Linked DNA regions of Mus musculus: regions 1 and 2 are each linked to region 3. The links are chromatin contacts, called in public HiChIP or PLAC-seq and promoter capture Hi-C maps. All regions are on one chromosome and are shown on one strand. Each heading gives the region's core, a stretch centred on a gene start, on an enhancer-like site or on the middle of the called end of the contact. The rest is flanking DNA. Distances are from core to core; before and after follow the strand shown. Region 1 overlaps Gm36926 (a long non-coding RNA gene). Region 2 holds the start of Tekt3 (tektin 3). Region 3 holds the start of Zfp286os (a long non-coding RNA gene).

Evidence for each region. Promoter capture Hi-C pulls out the DNA fragments that hold promoters and counts their contacts. HiChIP or PLAC-seq counts read pairs in DNA pulled down with a chosen protein or histone mark.
Region 1: a promoter capture Hi-C map of the C10 cell line shows a contact between it and region 3. The contact joins the enhancer-like site here to the promoter of Zfp286os in region 3. A contact is called at or near these places in 23 of 39 promoter capture datasets (the 3T3-L1 cell line, 3T3-L1-derived adipocytes, the C10 cell line and 13 more), 2 of 15 datasets of contacts at CTCF or cohesin (the NIH/3T3 cell line and large pre-B cells), 15 of 484 Hi-C or Micro-C datasets (B cells, CD4 T cells, LSK cells and 9 more), 6 of 115 datasets of contacts at active chromatin or transcription factors (craniofacial prominence, embryonic basal ganglia, embryonic stem cells and 1 more) and 5 of 9 other capture datasets (adipose tissue, embryonic stem cells, liver and 2 more).
Region 2: an H3K4me3 HiChIP or PLAC-seq map of embryonic stem cells shows a contact between it and region 3, with 29 read pairs. The contact joins the promoter of Tekt3 here to the promoter of Zfp286os in region 3. A contact is called at or near these places in 9 of 39 promoter capture datasets (the C10 cell line, the HPC-7 cell line, HPC-7-derived erythroid cells and 5 more), 1 of 484 Hi-C or Micro-C datasets (pre-pro-B cells), 3 of 115 datasets of contacts at active chromatin or transcription factors (bone marrow-derived macrophages, embryonic stem cells and stem cell-derived neural progenitor cells) and 2 of 9 other capture datasets (adipose tissue and liver).

The regions. Positions count from the first base shown.
Region 1 is chr11:63,113,469-63,116,824 of GRCm38.p6, reverse strand. The region is part of intron 2 of Gm36926 (a long non-coding RNA gene); the gene reads left to right. Among named protein-coding and RNA genes, the nearest start is that of Gm36926, 4.1 kb to the left of the region's middle. Within about 2 kb of position 1,659, at least 67 of the 459 cell types and tissues checked have an H3K27ac peak or open chromatin away from gene starts, as enhancers often do. A contact at or near this core is called in the NIH/3T3 cell line, adipose tissue, trophoblast stem cells and 1 more, where this site is marked.
Region 2 is chr11:63,060,351-63,063,490 of GRCm38.p6, reverse strand. Tekt3 (tektin 3) reads right to left here and starts at 1,832. Exons shown (of 8, transcript NM_027660.1): 1 at 1,714-1,832.
Region 3 is chr11:62,755,220-62,758,690 of GRCm38.p6, reverse strand. It overlaps Zfp286os (a long non-coding RNA gene), which reads right to left and starts at 1,871. Exons shown (of 3, transcript XR_879919.3): 1 at 1,586-1,871. It also overlaps a transcript of Zfp286 not described here.

The DNA of each region.
Region 1 (3,356 bases), core at 410-2,909, 360 kb before region 3:
ACGCTGAGGTGACCTTTGGTGATGCAGCTGTCTTTGAGTCATTTCTGTGCTTGTAAATAACCCCTCACCCGCATTCCTATAAGTAACCCCAATAAAAAGTCATTTGATCATTAAATAGGACTTTCGTGGTATCCACACTTTGGTCTTTTGTGGGTTCCTTTCTTGGGGTGAGTGCGACTCTCCAGGAAAAGTCAGTCACATCTCTCTCTGAGGCATTAATGATGGGAAGGCAGTAGAACTCATCTTTCTCTTGCCTTATTCTGCTTCCTACTCAGAAGTCCACACTTTACACTGTGCCCAGTCAAGCAGTTTATATCATATTTCAGCAAAATCAACATCTCTGCATGTCACGGGCCTATGAGCTTCTCACTGATTGATGAGGCCGGGAATAACAAATGAGAGGCCTAGTTTTTCCGTTATGATCATCCTTCTATGTTATAAGCTTACGAATGACTGAGGCCTCTCTTATTGCTTTGGGGGTATGCTAAGTTATGGTGTGTGAAATAAAATAGGTGTTTGTTGAGTGAATGAATGAATGAATGAATGCACAGTTAGAAAAGTGACCCTCCAAGCCACCATGTATCCTGCAGTGTGCCTGTGTGGAGAAAGGCCGTACGGCAGCCATCCAGCATCATTTCCAATCATGATAGCTAGCTAGTGTCCATTCTTGCACTTAGATTCCTAGACCATGGTATAAGAAAGGGAAGAAGATTGGAGGAAGGAAGGAAAAGAACAAAAAAAGAAAAGAATGCAGCCAGTACTGTGGGGTATTTCAACTATGTTTCATTGGTAGGTCAAGAGGTCACTGGGGTATTTCAACTATGCCTCACTGATAGATAAAGAGATAATTGGGGTATTTCAACTATGCCCCATTGATAGGTCAAGAGTTCATTAGCTTCATCACTGTTATCCCCAGCGTCACCTCCAGTGTTTCCTGGATGTGGCTGCTATGGAGGCTATAGGCTTGGAGAACTTTCCAATAATACCCAAACAAAAGTCCTCCTTTGCCTCTCTATTTAAAAACTTAGGGTTCTGCCACTGAAGACTTACCTTCATTATATTATCACCAGTTCGGACAACAAGAAAATGAAGTTTGGAGTGTAGAGAACTCCCCTCCCCAAGTCTAGCAACAACGCCACAGGGCCTTAGCTTTCATCCCATAAGGCTAAAACACTATGGTGTTTGGTTTCTAGAACAGTAGATTTAGCATTTGACCAGCAACTGCCTGGATCACAGCCAGGACTTCAGATGAACTATTTGAAGGGCTCTGATGAAGCGCTGTGTGGCTGGCTATTTAGTCATGTTCAAAATATCTGAGGGCCTGAACTATGTTTATCCAGACCTGGCCATTCCTGCTCCCAAAGCGACTTTCCTGGAGCACCCTGCAGGCCTAGTCTCTGCCAGAGAATGTTCCTCTCAAGTCAGAAAAAGAGCCTGGTTGGACTCTGTATGCGCAGCTGATGGGAAGGAGGCCCTGCAGCTCACAGCTTGCAGTCAGGGCCATGGGAATGTGGGAATACACAGCTTTCTCTCCAATGCTTATAAACACTCCATTCATCACACAGCTCTCCCAAAACATGCATGCAATACTGTGACCACATGAATTCCATGGATGTCCAGCCTGCCTTCTGGACAAGCCTGGGTTGCGACATCTGGCTTCTACTGCTGCTTGCTTAGCCACAAATTCCAGCCACAGGCTGCTTGTGGTTCTGTGTCCCAGCCCTGGTCTCAGCACACACAGGAGCACAAGGATCTATGACAAATGGCAGTGGTTGCAGTACAGGTTTCCCCCCTGGAGGCAAGGGATGGCTGGGGAATTCAAAGCCATGTGACTCCTCGGGCAGACCGTTTCATGTCTAGTTATTGTCTTAAGAAGTCCCACTTACAAGCTCGGTGCTACACCTTTCGGCTTATATTCTTCTTAGAAGCTCAATGTTACACCTTTTGGCTTGTGTTCCTCTTTGCTTCCTCACAGCTTTCACAAAAGCCTGCTCTAAGCATCTCACAGCCCTGTTGTAAGATATCAAAGTAATGATCATTTTCCATAGACCTGTGTCAGTCTTCTGGGGCCAACAGACTGGGTGGGGTGGCTCAAATAACAGGAATTTACTTTCTTATAATCTATATTGTAAGAGTATAATCTATATTCCAGACCCAAGGTGTCACTGGGTTGCTTTCTTCTGGGACACCTTCTCAGGACTTTTCTCCTTGTTTAAGTCATTCATTTCAGTTGGCCAAAAGCCCTTCACGGCCTCCTGTCAGATTTGTCATCTTTACTTTAAATACCCTATCTCCAAACTCAGTCACATTCGGTGGGACTGGCAGCCAGACCTTCATCATACGAACTCTGAGGCTGATGCACCTCAGCCTCTACCCCCTTCACAGGAAAAGGTAGTACAGCCTTGGCAATTAAAGTGCAACCAAATTCCCGCTCCCCCCGCCCTCAGTCCCAATGTGATTCACTCTCCGTTCAAAGAAGCCTGGAGCCTCTGGTTTTCAAGGGGGCTTTTATTAGACTGGCTTAGAGGATTGGAGGCTGGGTAATCAGCTGACTGCCTGCATAGTGGAGATGCAGAGAATTGGTAGCTGCTCAGGTCAAGAGCTCCATCTCTGAATGGGGAGGAGCCATGCTGCGGCCACTCTGTGAGGCTGAAGGCCTGGAAACTCCCTAGACATTTACTAGTGGGAAACTGATGACGAATCTGGAGTCTAATGAAAAAGCTGGAGTCTGATGAAGAAGCTGGAGTCTGGATGTCCACATGTGATGGCAGCAGCAATAGGTACCCTGGAATAATGGCGACCACACGGACTGCCTGGTGTCTTCCACTTCCCATTTTGTTCCACCTTCTGGTTTCCTGTTGCTCGTAAGGATTCTGTTTCCCTGTGGCCTATCTCAGAGTCAAATGTCCTTTTGCCAAACCTCATCCCATGCCTCTCATTCTGTTGCCTGCTGCCCAGCCCTTCTTCCCAGAGACCCACCACAAGCAGAGCATCTTCCCGGAGCCATGCATGCTTCCAGCAGTGTCTCCTCAAGACAAATTCAGAAAGTTTAGAATAACCTGCCCATATGGTCCCCATATCCTGCTACTCATGTCCTCTCTCCCTCCCTTCCCCTAACCCTGCATTCTGGGCATCTAAGAAACCCACCAGATACTCCAAAGGTCTTTCTCTACAGGACCACTCTTGGGATGAGGAATCTAGTCCTCCCAAATTTTCCTTCCCTTGGCAGTCCCTCATTAGTTACCAAGGTTCCATCCTCCTCTTCTGTGTAGGATGGGCTGTGGGATGAAATGTGTTGCCCACAGTTTATAAGTATGGCCTTAACCTTTAGTCCCCCATATTTTCCCGTAACTCTA
Region 2 (3,140 bases), core at 583-3,082, 300 kb before region 3:
AGACCATGGCTTTTTGCTTTTTAAATGACATTCGGATACAGATGTGACGTGCATGCTTTTAATTCCAGTACTTAGAAGGCTGAGGCAGGTGGATTCCTATGAGTTTTGAGACCAGCCTGGTATACATAGCAAGTTTCAGGCCAGCCAGGGTTCCAATAAGTAAACATAAATAAATACATTATATTTTGTTACTAACAATAGAAAGGAGATGTGCTACAAAGTCAAACAGTGTTGGGCTTTATTCATTTAATGTGTGATCAACAGGTATTAACATACCGAAAGTGCTATAGTACTCGACTATAAATATTGATTTGCTAAAGATACAATGGACCCCACCAAGAATACAAATACTGGAAAGATCCATTTACAATTCAGAAGATGAGCTTGACTTGAATGGATGTATTTTCTCGGCATATTTTAGTCAAGACTTTAGGATCATAAATATTTAAAAGAGCAAAAACCTTTACAGAACATCCCCAGAAGACACAAGTCCAGAAACTGCATTACCTCGCTCCACGCCCTGCCTCAGATCAGTGGCAGGCACAGGCTTGACGGCTTCATAGACAGACCCACAGGACTAGAACCAGGTCCACTGGTTCCAGTAGCTAACCCAGGGTCAGATGGGACCAGAGATACATGTTAATAAATACCACACTTAGCTAGAGCTTCTCTTCATATCATATAAACATTTTGTCTTTTAAACAAACACCAAAATTAGAAGCCATGACTTGAATTTCAACATGAAACACTTCAGCTTTAAGGTTAAATAAGAACATGGAGAGACTTAATTATCTTTAAACAAACAAACAAATGCAAATGAATTCTTCCCCAGGGCAAGGGAAAGAAAACCCCTAGCTACTTTTACTGTCATACCTGTCTGCCCAGAGACACCCATATACAGAAACAATTAGAATGCCCAAGAATTACTCTCCAGTAGTTTTAAGGGAGCAAACTAAAAGAGCAGCTGTATAGGTGATGTAAGGTATATTCATAACACATTTGATGCAGATTGTCTGTTACATATCATTGCATACACTTAAAGCAGTACCTGTGTTGGCATCTGGATTAGATATATCATGATAAAAGTGTAGAATATGCAGAATATAAGGATATACTAAATTCTGGTAGGTGAGCACCCTGGGAAAAGAGGGCCACAAAGCAGGTCACGGTTGTCCTTGTAACCGTTTAAGGGGTGGACAGGGTGACTTGGCATACAGATGTTATTCACTGAATTATTGTGCGAAATATTTTGTTTATAAAAGGAATAGAATATTTTATTAGATTCATCAAATATTTTTACCTATCCATAACACAGCTTCCTTTCTTAATAACCAAGCAAAGAGTGTTTCTCCTTTCTCAAGTATTTGCTTATTACAACACTGTAAGTACCAGGGCAGTATTGAGAGACTTGGTTTTAACCGCCAAAAAAAAAAAAAAAGTCTCCAGAGACAGGGAGTACCAGAGGACACTAGCCTTGGTTTGAATTTCAGAAACAAGTCCTCCCCTAAGCTACCTGGAAGCCTAGGCTGAGAAAGCAGCCTTAGAGGAGGGATTGGGTTTCAGACACAAGCTATACTCTGAAAAAGCAGGTGAGAAACAGGATGGATGCCCCTTCCGTGGACCACAGGATGGGACAGCAGACCCGGGCTGCCTGGGGACCGAGGGTGAGACATCCCGCAGCCCTGGGGGCCAGGACTTTCCTAGATCACTCACCTGTGCTCGCTGTGGACCCTCAGCGGCCCTAGAGGCTGGCTCGCCCAGCCCCACTTGACATCAAACCTTGGACCACTCAACCGCAGCCAGGGTCCCTAGTAGGAAGCGGATTGGGTACCAGCAGGGAAGCCCTGCCCTAGGCGGTTGCTATGGACGCTCACGAGCGTAGTAACCGTGCAAGGATAGCGGGTGTTGGGAGACTAGAGCGTCCAGGAGGCACTGGAACTCCCTATCCATTCCAAGGCGCACCAGCTACCTTTGGGATCTTCCCTCTTTTAAGTTTTCAGTAAACACAAATAATATTTCTGTCGACACCGCCACATGTTTTACTTACAAGTCCATCACTGTCACATCCTTCCAAGACCTAATAAAATTTCTTTTACCAGGTGAGGGGGTTGGGGCAGTCATTGGCCTAGCCACACCCAGTGGTAGAGCATCCCTAAAATGCAGACCTAGAGGATTTAATACTCCTTGAGGTGGCATCCTAGCTGTGCCAGCCCTAACAATTCACACTGGTAACTGTTAAGAGGAAAGACACCCCCCCCCCCCCCAGTTAATCACTCTTGGTGTTCCTTGTGTGCCATTCCCAGGATGAGGCAGCTCCCAGGGGATCTTAACATGTGACAATAGGCATGCAGAGGGGAGTGGGTCGTCAGTTTTACCCATTTAGAAACTTGGTTATTGCAGAGGCTGGTGCCAACTGAAGTCATAAGAAGGTGAACAGGGACGGCTAGAGTGGTACCAGCAGGGTGCACATTAAGTGACTTTGGCTTTCTGACAATGAGCACAGAATGCTTGTCTCAAGAAGCCGGGGGTGGGTAACTACAGAGACCACCTGACGGTCCCATGCTTAGTCTGGATGCATGACTGGGTAAGCTACACAGAGGCTGTCATATCCCACGCAGGACTGCGTTGCTAGCCTTCTCTTTTTCCTGTTCTCCCTCCTGACAGCAACTCCTGATCCTGATTCGAGATGCCTTTCCAAGCAACCATCTCCCTCTCAAGTGTAGTAAACTTCTTTTTCTTGATTCTCGGGACTCAGGATGGGCTTCAGTGATGCCCCCAAGCTGCTGCCAACATGATATGTTACCTCTTGGGGCCTGAGAGTTGGAAATTTCTGAACCAAATTTAACGGAGATCTAGTGAAGATGGAGTCATCTTTCATGCTCTGTATTGTACCATCTTCAATATGATGTGGACTGAGCATTGGTCATCCAGTGTTTGATTTAGAAACAGGGGAAATCACAGCACAACCTGGTCTTTGAAGCAATGCATGAACATACAAGTGTTATAAACTTCCTGGTTAAATTGGGTTAAATTGATCAACTCTATTTACGGGGGGTAGGGGGGAAGCAATCAATTTAAAAACAAAACAAAACAAACAAAAACATATGTTAGATACCCTTGTATGATTGCCAAGTGTTTGC
Region 3 (3,471 bases), core at 622-3,121:
ATTAAAATGAATACTTGTGGGACGGATCGCTGGCACCGCTACAGTGAGTTGAAAGATGAAATTCTTAAGAGGCCTCTGGCTCTAGCCTGCCCCATTTGAACCTGTGGAGGGAAGAGGCCAGTGGGATCTATTCGATGCAGTCACATGAGAACAAATAAAGAGCTCTAGTGGCATTCCCGCAACATACAGACACAATGTGACCACATTGGGAAAAGGTATAAAAGTCTAGTGACACCCGTACCCCAAGATCATCTTCGGGGTCCTGACATGTTTAAGTTTAAATAGAGAATGGTTCTGGTTGTAGTCCACTTGTAAAAACAGTCGCAACTCCTTTCCTGCCTCAGCCTGCAGCGATCACAGGAGCTGTCCAGGGAGCAGCACCTCCTCTCCAGCCTTTCCAAAAAACAGCTCAGCCGCACATTGATGGCACCTCAACCTGTGTGGCCTGTGGCCTGGAAGATCTTCCCATCCTAACCCTTGGGCCCAACGCAGGGAAAGAGGGCTGAAAAAAGCTACCAATCCCTGAACAGAGAAACCCACCAATCCCTGAGCTCCCCCAAGCTCAGGACTTGAAATCCTACCAATCCTCAATCCGGAAATCTCTGTGGGGGTTCTCCTCCCGCCCCCCAAAAGCTCCGCCCCTAGCTGTGTAAACCCTGCTCTTGGTTCAACTTCTTGCTGTCCACTCCTGGGAGCAGTGGCAGCCACCCCTGGATTTGTCCCTCGTCTCCCTGGATTCATCCTTCCACTAGATCTCTTTCCTGAGATTTGCTGTCTGGTGGGACTCTCTTATCAGAAGCAGCCAAGAAGCAATGAAGAGAAGGGAAGAATGAGAAAAGGGGAGCAAGGCTGAGTGAGCCTCGTGAGCAACTCGGCTCAGCTGGGGAGACCCTCTCCTGGGAGCTGCAATGCCTCTGCTGAGGAGACTTCCTCTCAGAGCTGTGTGGTTCCTGGGCCGGGTGTCTCGGGATGCTCTTCCATCGGGATAACCTTCTCCCCTCTGAGCAGTGTGGCTCCTGGGTTCCTGAGTCCCAGGATACACTTCCAGACTGGTCAAAGTGTGAACCTGTCCATCATCAAAGATCCAGTCTCTTGTAGAAAGAAGATGGACCGGTATGATGTCAGAACTGTGTGAAATCTCTTTCCCGGACCTAAGTTTCCCCACTGGCTGGCACCAGACCCCTTTAGCATATTTTCATCCCTGTCAGGAAAGTTAAAGAACCAAAAATGATAGTGTAGATAGATATCGCCAGTTTTCCAATCAAGAAATTCAAAGCCAAGCAAAGTGTGGACATTCACCAACTCTCCTGGCTTCTGAGACTTTATAGGTGGCCTCTCTGCTCTCTGGGTGCCTTTCTTTAGCAACACAGAGGTGACCTTAGAAAAGATCTTGCCAAAGGTTCCTAGTGCTAGAGAGTGACACGGCCGTGGCCTCTAGACACAAACATTCCAATGTGATTGTATTTCTTAGATTGCGCGGAAGGTTGATAATCAGTAAACTGTTCTTAATCGCGAGGAAGGTTAAATGAAGAGTCTCTGAATGAAGGTTAACGTTGGCCGCCTTGCGGCGCGGTTCCGTGCTCACCGAGCGCCCTCTGCCGGGCACACAGCGGCCGCCAGGTACTTCTGCCCGGGTGCAGACGGGGGTGCGCTTTCCCTTCGTGAGTGCACGGCCTGGCCGATCCGGACCTAGCCTATCGGACCCTCCCATCCCTGAGGAGAGCGGCCTGGGCCACAGAGGCGGGATGCTGTAGGTCTCCCCTGCGCCCTCTGGTGGAGCGGAGCTTCAGAGCTGCAGCGTCACCAAGACCTCAGCCCTACCCGGGCCGGAGCAGCGGACCGCGTCAGAGAGGAGGGTGGACAATCCAAGGCCAGCCTCACCGGAGATGGCTTAGCCTGAGAGCTGAGCTGCATTCCTTCACCGGGCAGCTTGCACTGGCTGGCTGATTTTAAGCCATTTCAAATGATCCCTTTTTAAGCCATTTGTCATTCCCTGGCACGATCGTGGAATAGAATAATGTGCATTGGTTGGGACATGCTGGACTGGTCCAGGGTGCTGTAAGCGCTGCCAGAGCGTGCACCCTTCCTTCTTTACTTTTAAATGCACTGATACGGGAACCACAAGTGAGGTTTCTCCTTAAGTCTGTTGATAATTGTGCAGTAGATGGAAGAAACTCTTGTAGTTTCTAAAAGAATTTACCTAATACTCATAGAGTAGATGTTAAGTCAAACTCAGGTAGACGAAGAAAGGGTGCAGAGCTACAACATTCCAGTTCTCCAGAATCACTAAAGTTTATTATTAATCGATCCGCCTTGTTTGTACAATCTTTAACACAGGTGTGTCTTTTTTTTTTTTTTTTTTTCTTTTTTCTTTCTGGAAACTTCAGGTCACAAACAGGCTAAACACTGTGTCTAGCTGTGTGGCTTGTGTCTTGGTTAAAGGGATAAGATGCTGCAAGGGTGGTTAGCACTGGCCACTTTTGTTCTTTGAGACAGCTTTAGAGAACTTTTTAAATTTTGTGTATTGGAATAATAATGCCCATCAGATTAGTGTAAAGATTAAATGAGAATGTGTTTTTAAAGTTGCTTGTGCAATGTCAGACCAACCAGCTGTGACTACATTTAATAATCTTATGAACCCTAGATCTCCGGGGGCGGGGGGGAGAGACAAGTTGGATCTCACTGATGTTGCAGGGGTCTTCCCTGTGTTTCATGGGGCTCATCCCTGTGTTCCCTCATGGGAGCCCTGTCTCAGGGTTCCTGCGTGGTGAGTCTGAAGTTTCTAAGGCAGGACTGGTTTGCACGGTTTACCACTCTTCCCTACATTCCTCTCGGCAGGACAGCCACCCTTTCAGAAAGCAGAAGCAGAGATGGCTGCTGGGATGTTTGCAATTGGACCCCTGGTAAGTCGGGGTCTACTGGTTCCTGCCTGCTGCGTTGTCTGGGGGGCATCTACTGTTCTGGAATCTCGAAGCTTCTCTGCCTCACCCACACTCCTTCAACTGAGACCAGAGCCACATTTTTTGACCTATAAAAAATGGGGCCACCCCAATAAAAGTTATTATGTGTAAAAGAAAGTGCTCTCTGTTGGGGGGACAAAGGCCCGTGTAACCACTGAGCACTAGGGAGCCAGGAATGCTAAACACACCCGAGCACCTCCTCAATGCAGGAAATAAAAACCTGGTTTTCACCCCCAGAAGACTTGGAGTGGATATTGTTGACATCTGGTGACCTTTTTGCTATCTATGGTGACCTGATTTTTCCATGTTCTAATAATCAAAATGTATGGTGTTTTCAGCACTAGGGTCTCGCTGTCAAGTTCTTGGAAGCAACCAAGAGCAGTGGCAATAGCTGGCATTGTTCCTTTTGAACTCGGTTGGGTGGTTTAACTCGGCTGTTCTGGCTCAAACTCCTCTCCGAGCTGACTGATTCACACTGGCTTCTCTGGGCTTCTCCTGAATTGCTGTTTAG